Linked DNA regions of Mus musculus: regions 1 and 2 are each linked to region 3. The links are chromatin contacts, called in public Micro-C and promoter capture Hi-C maps. All regions are on one chromosome and are shown on one strand. The core of a region is the stretch at or near the end of the contact, and the rest is flanking DNA. Distances in the headings are between cores, read along the strand shown.

Region 1 (2,700 bases), core at 27-2,526, 350 kb after region 3:
GGGTATTTAAGGCACGCCCCGGGGTTGCTGGGGGGGGGGGGGTGGATTCCTGTTCCTGCATTTCAATGCGAAGTGTTCCTGAATAAACCTGCTTGAAGAAGGACAATGGTGTTGTGTCTTTCCTGCTGGTCGGGGTGGATGCGACACTACAACCCATAGACCCAAAGAAACTGAGTGATGAGGGGGCCCAAGGGAGGATGTTTGAATCTCACTCAGAAGGGTAAACAAAATAGTCATCAGAGGTGGATGGAGGGAGGGAACTGGGTGAGAGAGAGGGCAAGGAGGGGAATGGGGATCGTGATCAGGTGTTGGGGAAGGGGGTGTGGGAGAGGGTTGGGAGTGAGCATGGCAATCGATGGGGGGGGGGGACATCTCTGGCTGGAGACCTGGGATGGGGGAGACTCAGGGGAGTCTATGGGAGTGACCCTAGCTGAGGTTCCTACAGAGACTGAAGTGGTCACTTCCTGGAGCCAGTCAGGAATTCCAGTAGGAGAGGTACATCAACTCACCCACAAAACCTTCAACTCAAAATCTGTTCTGCCTACAAGATGCACAGGGATAAAGATGGAGCATGAAGCTGCTTTTTATTTTTCCACTTGAATTCTGGATCAAACTTAGGTCACGGGGCTTGAATGACATCTGCTCACCTGTGACAAGCCATCTGACTGGCCCACACCCTCAAGTGCTGTGCATCAATTTTCATGTACTGGAGTACAAAAGACTTTGATACTCACAAATCTACAAAAAATAATTTATTAATAAATGATAGCAGATCACCGTGGGGCTTCGACTACACTCTCTTCTGCGGATGATTTCACCGAGGATCTTCTCTTGAACTCCCTGGAAGAACAATGCCAAGGCTTTTAATCTTTGAAAAGAGGAACTGGCCCTTATCTCCTCATTGAGCTAGACATTTACCTTGGTACATCCTTATTGAAAATCTCCTCCTCTCCAGACGACTCCTTGTCCTGAAGGTCTTGAGCCATGTTTTTCTTTCGGGTGTCGTGCAGAGGCCTATACATGTCTCTAAGCCACAGTGGGCACCTTAGCCAGAAAAACCCATCCTAGAAAAGAGAAGGGGAGACATTGGTTACCCCAATCATCACTCCCCAGCCACAGCACCCAGTCTCAAGCTTACCTGAGTCTCAGATATCTTGTAGTAGTTTTTCTTATACCTTGGAAGAAAACACAGAAGACAGTTAGTGACTGAGTCATTTTGTGTGTGTGTCTCTCTCCTGGGAGACACCTCAGCTCTTTCCATAACAAAAATCACCCATGCCCTGGGACTTGAGAACAATTCCATGCATGCCTGGCTTCTAGGAACTTTTGTTCCACAAGGCCCCTGGGGAGATCTTTGTCTATGGGTTGTCCTGGAGCATAGCCACAGTGCCGGCATGACTAGAGCCCCACTTACCCCTGTGGACTAGCTTTTGTCTTTGAAGAAATCATCCTGGACAGAAGCATTTTGCTGTCCAGAGCCTTTCCCATTGGTGCCTTTAGACAAACTCTCACATACAGAGTTTCTGAGGTGAGGGAGGGGGCACTCCTGTTTGCCTAGCACCAAGTCCACAGCTCAGCTCATAAACTCCGAATTTCACCGTGCAGACTGCCTCTGAGGAGTGAGTCGTGACAACAGTTTAAAGGACATAGCTAGTTGGGCATGTTGGATCATATCTAATTCCAGTACCTGGCAAGTTTAAACGAGGTTTGAGGCTAGCCTTGGCTGCATAGTGAATCCCTGATGCTACCAACAGTAGGATGGGTACAGCCCAACCTTCTGTCCTTAAAGAGATGGTGACACTAGAGGCCTTCTTGCTAGGCCTAGGTATTCCTGCTATTTTGGGGAGCCAGGCAAGACATCAAGAGAGAGCATTCTTCCTGAGTTTCCCCACTGTTGAGTGAGGGGATTAAATGAGAGAGAGAGAGACCCAAGCTCTCCACTAACCCTCAGCTTCTTCCGGAACGACTGCCAACCTTACATTTACCTTGAGGACTTCTCTTCATCTCCCTCCTTTGCTGTTCTATGAGAATAAATCTGTTTTGGAGGAAAACATTATTGTGATTACATCAGTGACTTCTGTCTTTGCGTTTACATTCATCCCCTCTATCTGACATCTGCTGTGCTAGTCTTCCCTCCCGTAACACCTTGCTCCAGGCTGCCCATGAGGCTGCCACTTAGTACAGTGTACTGACTGCTTTATGTAACATGCAACAAGTCCTAATAAAACCTTTTAAAGGCCAAAGTAAGAAACAGCGTTTAACTCCTCCAAGTGTCTTCCAGAAGAGCAAAAGCAAAGTGCCTCTTATTACAGCTACAAGGTACGTGTCTCTTGGGGGGGGAGTCCTGAAGTATGAGAAGGAAAATAAACTCGGTATTAAGGAGAAAGGAGCAAACCCATCATTAGTAATTGAAAACAATGGACAGCCAGAAGACTAAAACAATCAACTAGCATTTCACTAGAATATGAGGATACTGTTGGTATCACAAAATAGGAGATCAACATACCAACCCCAGTGCATTTCCCAATACAAACCAGAAACTGTAAGATCCCATTTTTATGATAGCTATGAAGATAGACAAGAGTGTCTCAGAGTAAATGTAACTTAAAATGAGTAAGTTCTCTAATTAAAACTCTCCATTCTTCTGGAGAGCATTAAGAGAAATGTCGATCCAGCCTAGGCCACAGAGTGAGTTTCTGT
Region 2 (2,700 bases), core at 50-2,549, 360 kb before region 3:
TCTGGCCTCAAGTCTCTGCTATGCCACTTCAAGGAAACAGCAGTAGAGAAGGCTGAGGGAGCAGCAGCCTCCAGACCAAAGCCTGACCCTGGGGAGTGAGGGTCCCCAGGTCCTGTGGAGTAGAGCTTGGTGGCCTTGAGTAGGAATGTCACCTTCTAGAGGAGTGGTGGTCCTGTAGGCTTCCTTAAGACGGAAATGTTCAATTATTCCACTGCTCTGTAGGATGGGAGGTTGTGGAAAGGCAGAGTAGCAAATAGCCAAAGTGTGGGCTGTGGCTGAAGGATTAGGCAAGGACCAGGAACATTTTAATTAATACAGAACAGCTATTCCCCAGCTAACTTAATGGTTGTTATGGCCCCATCTTAAAAACGAGGAAGTAATCCTGAAGCTGCTGGCCACTCTTTAGGGGGTTTATTCTGTGCTAGGATTCACCTAATCTTCATATAGCTCTGCCCTGCTGGGGGAATGACAAAGAGTCATGCTAACTTTCACAGTCTCCAGACAGAGCATCAAGGCCCATAGTCCAGCCCAGTTTGACTTAATTGTCAATTGTGTGTGTGTGTGTGTGTGTGTGTCCTCACACTCTAAAAGAGCTGCTTGCTGTTGGGATACGTTTACCCTAGAACTGTTGTTATAGAATCAGCTGGCGGCAAGAGATCTTACACCCTGCTCCTCTCTGCCTGGGGTTTCCCCTACTCTATTTTAGGGGCTTGATCCAGATGGGATAGCCCCTGGGTGTGTCAAGATCTTCCAAGGATCCAAGAGATTGTAAAAGAATTTCCTGATCTGGCAAGAGGAGACTTCATCTCACTGTAGTCTGCTCTCTCTGACTTGACCTAGGCGCCCGATGGGTCTTCCACCCGGGGACACAGGCCTCTCCCACAGGTACCACCCTGGTTGTAGTTTACACTCCTTGGGGAGTCCAAAATGGACGTGTACTCATCGCTATTCAAGAGCATTAAACCGGCTTTCTGTGGGATCGAGAACAAGGTGCTTACCTGTTGTCACTAAATGCAGAGGTGACATTTAACCACAAGGTGGCAGACAAGGCTGGTATGATGTAGCAGCCGGGCTAGGTACCAAAAGCTTCCGTAGGTGGTAGATGACGGAAGCCTTCCCGTAGCCCCCGTGTCTTCTCTGCAGACGCACGTGTAGCAGCTGTGCTTCAGTCTTTTGTGTAAAAAGGCGCAAGAATGAAAGCCGCAGCTAGGTCATTCTGCTCCAGGGGGCAGCAGATGCTTCTCAGGGCAGCCTGTGACAACTCTGGTCATTCTGTCACCCACCCAAACTGGTGCTTCCTGTCCATTCAGCTCTTCAGCTACACGAATGCTTAGCGTCCGTAGTTCTGCACAGCCCTATCTCCCCGCTGTGGCTCAGTCACAGTGCTCAAGCGTTCACTGTGGCCTGGGCCAGGGGCTGCCTGCGGGCTGTCCTGGCCCCGATAAAATATGCAAATGTTCCTGGCTTGCTGGCCAGGAGCAGCTCTTGGCCTGGGAATGAATCTACAGATTGCACGGTGGAGGAGGGGGACTGTAGCATCTCACCACAGTCCTCTCCCAAATGCTTCCTTGGCTTTTCCTTCTTTTCTGGGCTTAGAACCATGCGCATCCCCATAGATAGCTCAGGCTTTGGTGGGGTACATGGCTCAGTGGTAGAGTGCTTGCCTAGCAGACACGAGGGCCCAAGTTCAATCTTCAGTAGCAGGAAAAAACTGAAATGGCTAATTAAATAAAGATAAAAAAAAAGAGAGCCAAGGCTCATTGAAGGCCACGATGTCTTTATCAAGCTGAACTGAGAAGAAGAACTCAACCTTCAGATCTGTGTGTGGTCCAATCTCAGACCACATCCAGACAGACTGCAGGACTTGCCTGACGCCTTTCCACAGCCCTGGCCTAGGAGTTTGAATGTGGGGTGGGGTGGGGGTACTTGCTTCTGCTTAATAGATTTAAATTCAGAATTTGGTAAGATATACAATAGACAGGATTGCCCCCAAATTCTGTTCCTTAGTCCCTGGGCTCTTCCTAATAGAAGCAGTCATCGGGTCTCCCAGGACTTTAAACACAATTTGAAAACGAATGAATAAGACCTCCTCCCCTCCTAGGCTCAGGTTTTTGCTCAGAGTGCTTGCTAACACACACCAAACCCTGAGTTTGAATCCCAAAACAAATAAACAAACAAACAAAAAAATGAAAATACATTTTTTCCTTTGCTTTAATACAATACAATCCTTTTGGAATTCTGGAGATGAGTTTTGTTATCTGTGTGCTACTCCCCAGGTCTTCTGTATTTTTTCCATTTTGTTTTTTGAGATTTATTTTTCATGTTTATGATGCATCTGTAGGTATGTGCGCATGCGTGCAGGTGCTGTAGAAGGTCAGAGGTCACAAGACCGCGGGGGGGGGGGGGGCGGGGGGAGCTAGAGTTACATGCAGATGTGAGTTGCCCGGTGTGGGTTCTGGGAACTGACTCTGCGAGAGCAGTTACACACTTAACAGCTGAGCCATCTTGATTTCAATATTGGTTTCGCCTCACGTAATAGGCACTGGGAATCAAATGTGCTGTGTCTTCACCCTGGTCCTAGAAAGTAGTCTGGATTGGCAGGAGCATCTAGAACATAAAAAAAGCTTTCACTGAACATGGTGGCGCATGTCTTTAGTCCCAGCACTCAGGAGGCAGAGACAGACGCATGGATGTCTGTGA
Region 3 (2,700 bases), core at 166-2,665:
TCAGTTTCCTGCACTTCACAGTTTATAAAATGCTCCTTGTTCAAGCCCAGGGAGTCCCATTTTGCCGAGACTCTGAGCGTGTAGGTTGGGATGGCACACAGTCTGAGTGGCCCCGACTAGATTCTTTGATGTCTGAGTCAGTTTCCTCCTCTGTGAAATGGGGTGCAGGACACCTACCTCAGGAAGGTGAGCTTAGCACCACACCTGCAAACCACAGCGGTATTGAGCCGACTCGAGGGCTCCTTGAAGACTAGTGACTTCCCTCTCACCTCTGAAATAGGAAGCTGGACTGTTTCGCACCATTGCCCCGGGTCTTGCCAGGGCTTTGTTACTGCTGGCAGAGAAGACCTGAGGGTTACAGGGCTGGCTTGGGTGTCTAGAATCTCGCAGAGGCCATCTGTAAACAGCCCCTCAGGATCAAGAACAGCAGGTGCTGTAAGATGCCCACAGACCTCAAGTAGCACTTGGGAGATGAATGTACGTACCTCCGCGTGCGCGTGCCTCTGCCTCCCGAGTGCTGGGATTAAAGGCGCGCGCCACCACTGCCTGGCATTGTATTTTTTTTTTTTTTTTTGAAACAGAGTCTCATAGACCCCAGACTCATACACACACACACACACACACACACACACACTTTACTTTGTAGCAGAGAATGACCTTGAACTCCTGATCCTCCTACTGACACCTCGCCAGTGCTGGGAGATTAACAACAGTAAGTCGTTGTGATACTGGGGATCTAACCCAGAGCTAAGAGCTCTACCGATTGAGCTACATCCCCAACCTAACTCCAAGCTTTATCTCTCAGTCCATTCTCCTCACTCTCCAGCAACCCTATCCATGCCCCGAGTCCCAAATTCTCACCCCAGCACGGCCCCGCGAGCGCCTCCCGGTGAGAATGCACCGGGGGCATCCAAGCCTTCTAAAACAGCCTGGAAGTCTGATGACCCCAGGTGTGAACCCCAACTGGAACAGTGCTGGTGCTCCTGGTCAGATCCTCCCCAATTCCAAGCACCCTGGCAAACCAGGTGGCCCGTACACCCCGCTCCGTCCAGGTTGTCCCTAGAGACAGTGCGCGCCCACCCGGACCCATCCTTGTGTGTCACTGACCCATCTTCTTCAGTGCCCGTAGCCCAGGCCTTTTGGTGCTGCTGTCCGACGACGCGGGCGAGGGCGGGAACGCGAGGGGCGCTGCGACCTGGGCGGACACCCGGGATTCCTCCGGCGAGCGGCGACTCCTTTTCCAGCCACCGCACAGCATGGTCTCGAAGGGCCCAGGGCCAGGCCCGGGATCTGTGCGTGAGAACCGGGCAACGGGAACACAGCCCGCGGCGCGGTCCGGAGCTAAGAAACTTAGCGGCGCCCTAGGAGTCAGGAGGAGGAGACCTCGGGAGGAGGGAGAGAGGGAGGGACGAGGTGGAGGTGGGCGGAGCGAGGCCGAACTTAGGCGGTGCGAGGCGCCTGCGGGACCCCAGGCCTGGAGCTGCGCGCCCTGGTGTCTACGCGTTCGCCCCTACTAGTGAGTCGGTCTTTCCATTTCCTTAGAGGTCCCCGGATCTCCTTTCTACCATTGGCCAGAGTCCCTGTTGAAGGGAATTGAATTTCCCGGAGGGATAGGTTTGTCCTCCGGCGCAGACACATTTTTTCTGGGAACTCAGGACCCTAGTCCATCCACCTTAGCCGGGTCCCTTAGGGAGCCAGACAAGGGACAGATCTATAGGAGATCGTCCCGGGCCACAGGGTCCTAGTACGGAGGAAACCCATAGAATTCTGAAGCAGAGCTGCGCAGGAATGGGGACGAGAGGCTCGGGCAGTGACGTCATGAATTAATCTCCGGGCTCGGGGCCAATAGCCAGTCCTCAAAGGTGGATGCCTTGCGGCCAACCGATCTGAAGACTAAGATGAGACTAAGTTTAGAGTTCCAGAAGCTTGGTACCCCAGAGCGACACTCCATCCTTGGTCAAGGGATCTGCACAACACTCTGCCAAGGTGTTGATGACGTCAGCCAAGGAAAACCTCCTTGTACGGGTGCCGGTGTAGTGTTAGACGTACCCTTGTGAATGCGAAAGGGTGGAGTGTGCATGTGGCTTTCAAGCACGAGCTTTGGATAGGGGCAGCGAGCTGGTCGAATATTGTCACTTGGACGCGACCTACAGCCAGGCTTCCCACGCTAAAAGTAGCGAGTTTCGGGTCCTAGAATCTCCATCTACTTGTCCCGCTGTATTCTTTCCTCATTTATCCAAGTCCCGACAATTCTTCATACTAGCTTAAGTCCCCATCACCACTGCGATCTTAAATTTGCTTACTATTTGTCAAACCTTCGCCTCTGCTTGATCTCTTGATTCCTTCCAGGAGTGTTCCTTTTTTTTGTTGTTATTTTTCTGGTTCACTCTTACTTTTTCCAAAACTCAGCTCCAGTGTCCTTTCTGCGGAACGCCGGGCTCCAGGACTCTCCTCTATTGCCAGCGTAGACGTGTTCCAAGAGCTGAGTCGAGGTGCCTCGGACAGGCGGAGCCCGCATCAATCAACCCACTCCCGTGGGTTTCCACCAGGGGGCGCGAGGACTCTGCGACCATCAGTGTGTCCACCGGGAGGCGCTGCAGCCCGCCTCGGGCTGTCGCGCGGTGCGGAGTGCCACCCATAAATTAGCCCCGCCTGGCTGGGCGAGGCAGGATAGCATTATTTGCATAATCTTGAAAGAGC

The links. Promoter capture Hi-C pulls out the DNA fragments that hold promoters and counts their contacts. Hi-C and Micro-C count contacts between places; a contact is called where the count stands out from the background.
Region 1: a Micro-C map of embryonic stem cells shows a contact between it and region 3, with 1.8 times the contacts expected there. The contact joins the enhancer-like site here to the promoter of Acbd4 in region 3. A contact is called at or near these places in 1 of 39 promoter capture datasets (neutrophils), 2 of 15 datasets of contacts at CTCF or cohesin (embryonic stem cells and large pre-B cells), 2 of 484 Hi-C or Micro-C datasets (both in embryonic stem cells) and 2 of 9 other capture datasets (adipose tissue and liver).
Region 2: a contact with region 3 is called in a promoter capture Hi-C map of hippocampal neurons, with 2.7 times the contacts expected there. The contact joins the enhancer-like site here to the promoter of Acbd4 in region 3. A contact is called at or near these places in 3 of 39 promoter capture datasets (cranial neural crest, embryonic stem cells and hippocampal neurons), 1 of 15 datasets of contacts at CTCF or cohesin (embryonic stem cells) and 4 of 115 datasets of contacts at active chromatin or transcription factors (embryonic stem cells, pancreatic cancer cells and trophoblast stem cells).

Annotation. Positions count from the first base shown.
Region 1 is chr11:103,449,970-103,452,669 of GRCm38.p6, forward strand. Lrrc37a (titin-like) reads right to left here. Exons shown (of 14, transcript XM_011249376.2): 11 at 1,986-2,035; 12 at 1,139-1,175; 13 at 919-1,064; 14 at 738-840. The coding sequence ends at 774. Among named protein-coding and RNA genes, the nearest start is that of Gm39397, 30 kb to the left of the region's middle. Within about 2 kb of position 1,277, at least 5 of the 459 cell types and tissues checked have an H3K27ac peak or open chromatin away from gene starts, as enhancers often do. A contact at or near this core is called in embryonic stem cells, where this site is marked.
Region 2 is chr11:102,738,327-102,741,026 of GRCm38.p6, forward strand. It overlaps the pseudogene Gm39501. Among named protein-coding and RNA genes, the nearest start is that of Adam11, 22 kb to the right of the region's middle. Within about 2 kb of position 1,300, at least 60 of the 459 cell types and tissues checked have an H3K27ac peak or open chromatin away from gene starts, as enhancers often do. A contact at or near this core is called in hippocampal neurons, where this site is marked.
Region 3 is chr11:103,100,273-103,102,972 of GRCm38.p6, forward strand. Acbd4 (acyl-Coenzyme A binding domain containing 4) reads left to right here and starts at 1,416. Exons shown (of 11, transcript NM_025988.2): 1 at 1,416-1,516; 2 at 2,410-2,700. Plcd3 (phospholipase C, delta 3) reads right to left here and starts at 1,386. Exons shown (of 15, transcript NM_152813.3): 1 at 1,108-1,386. The coding sequence starts at 1,258.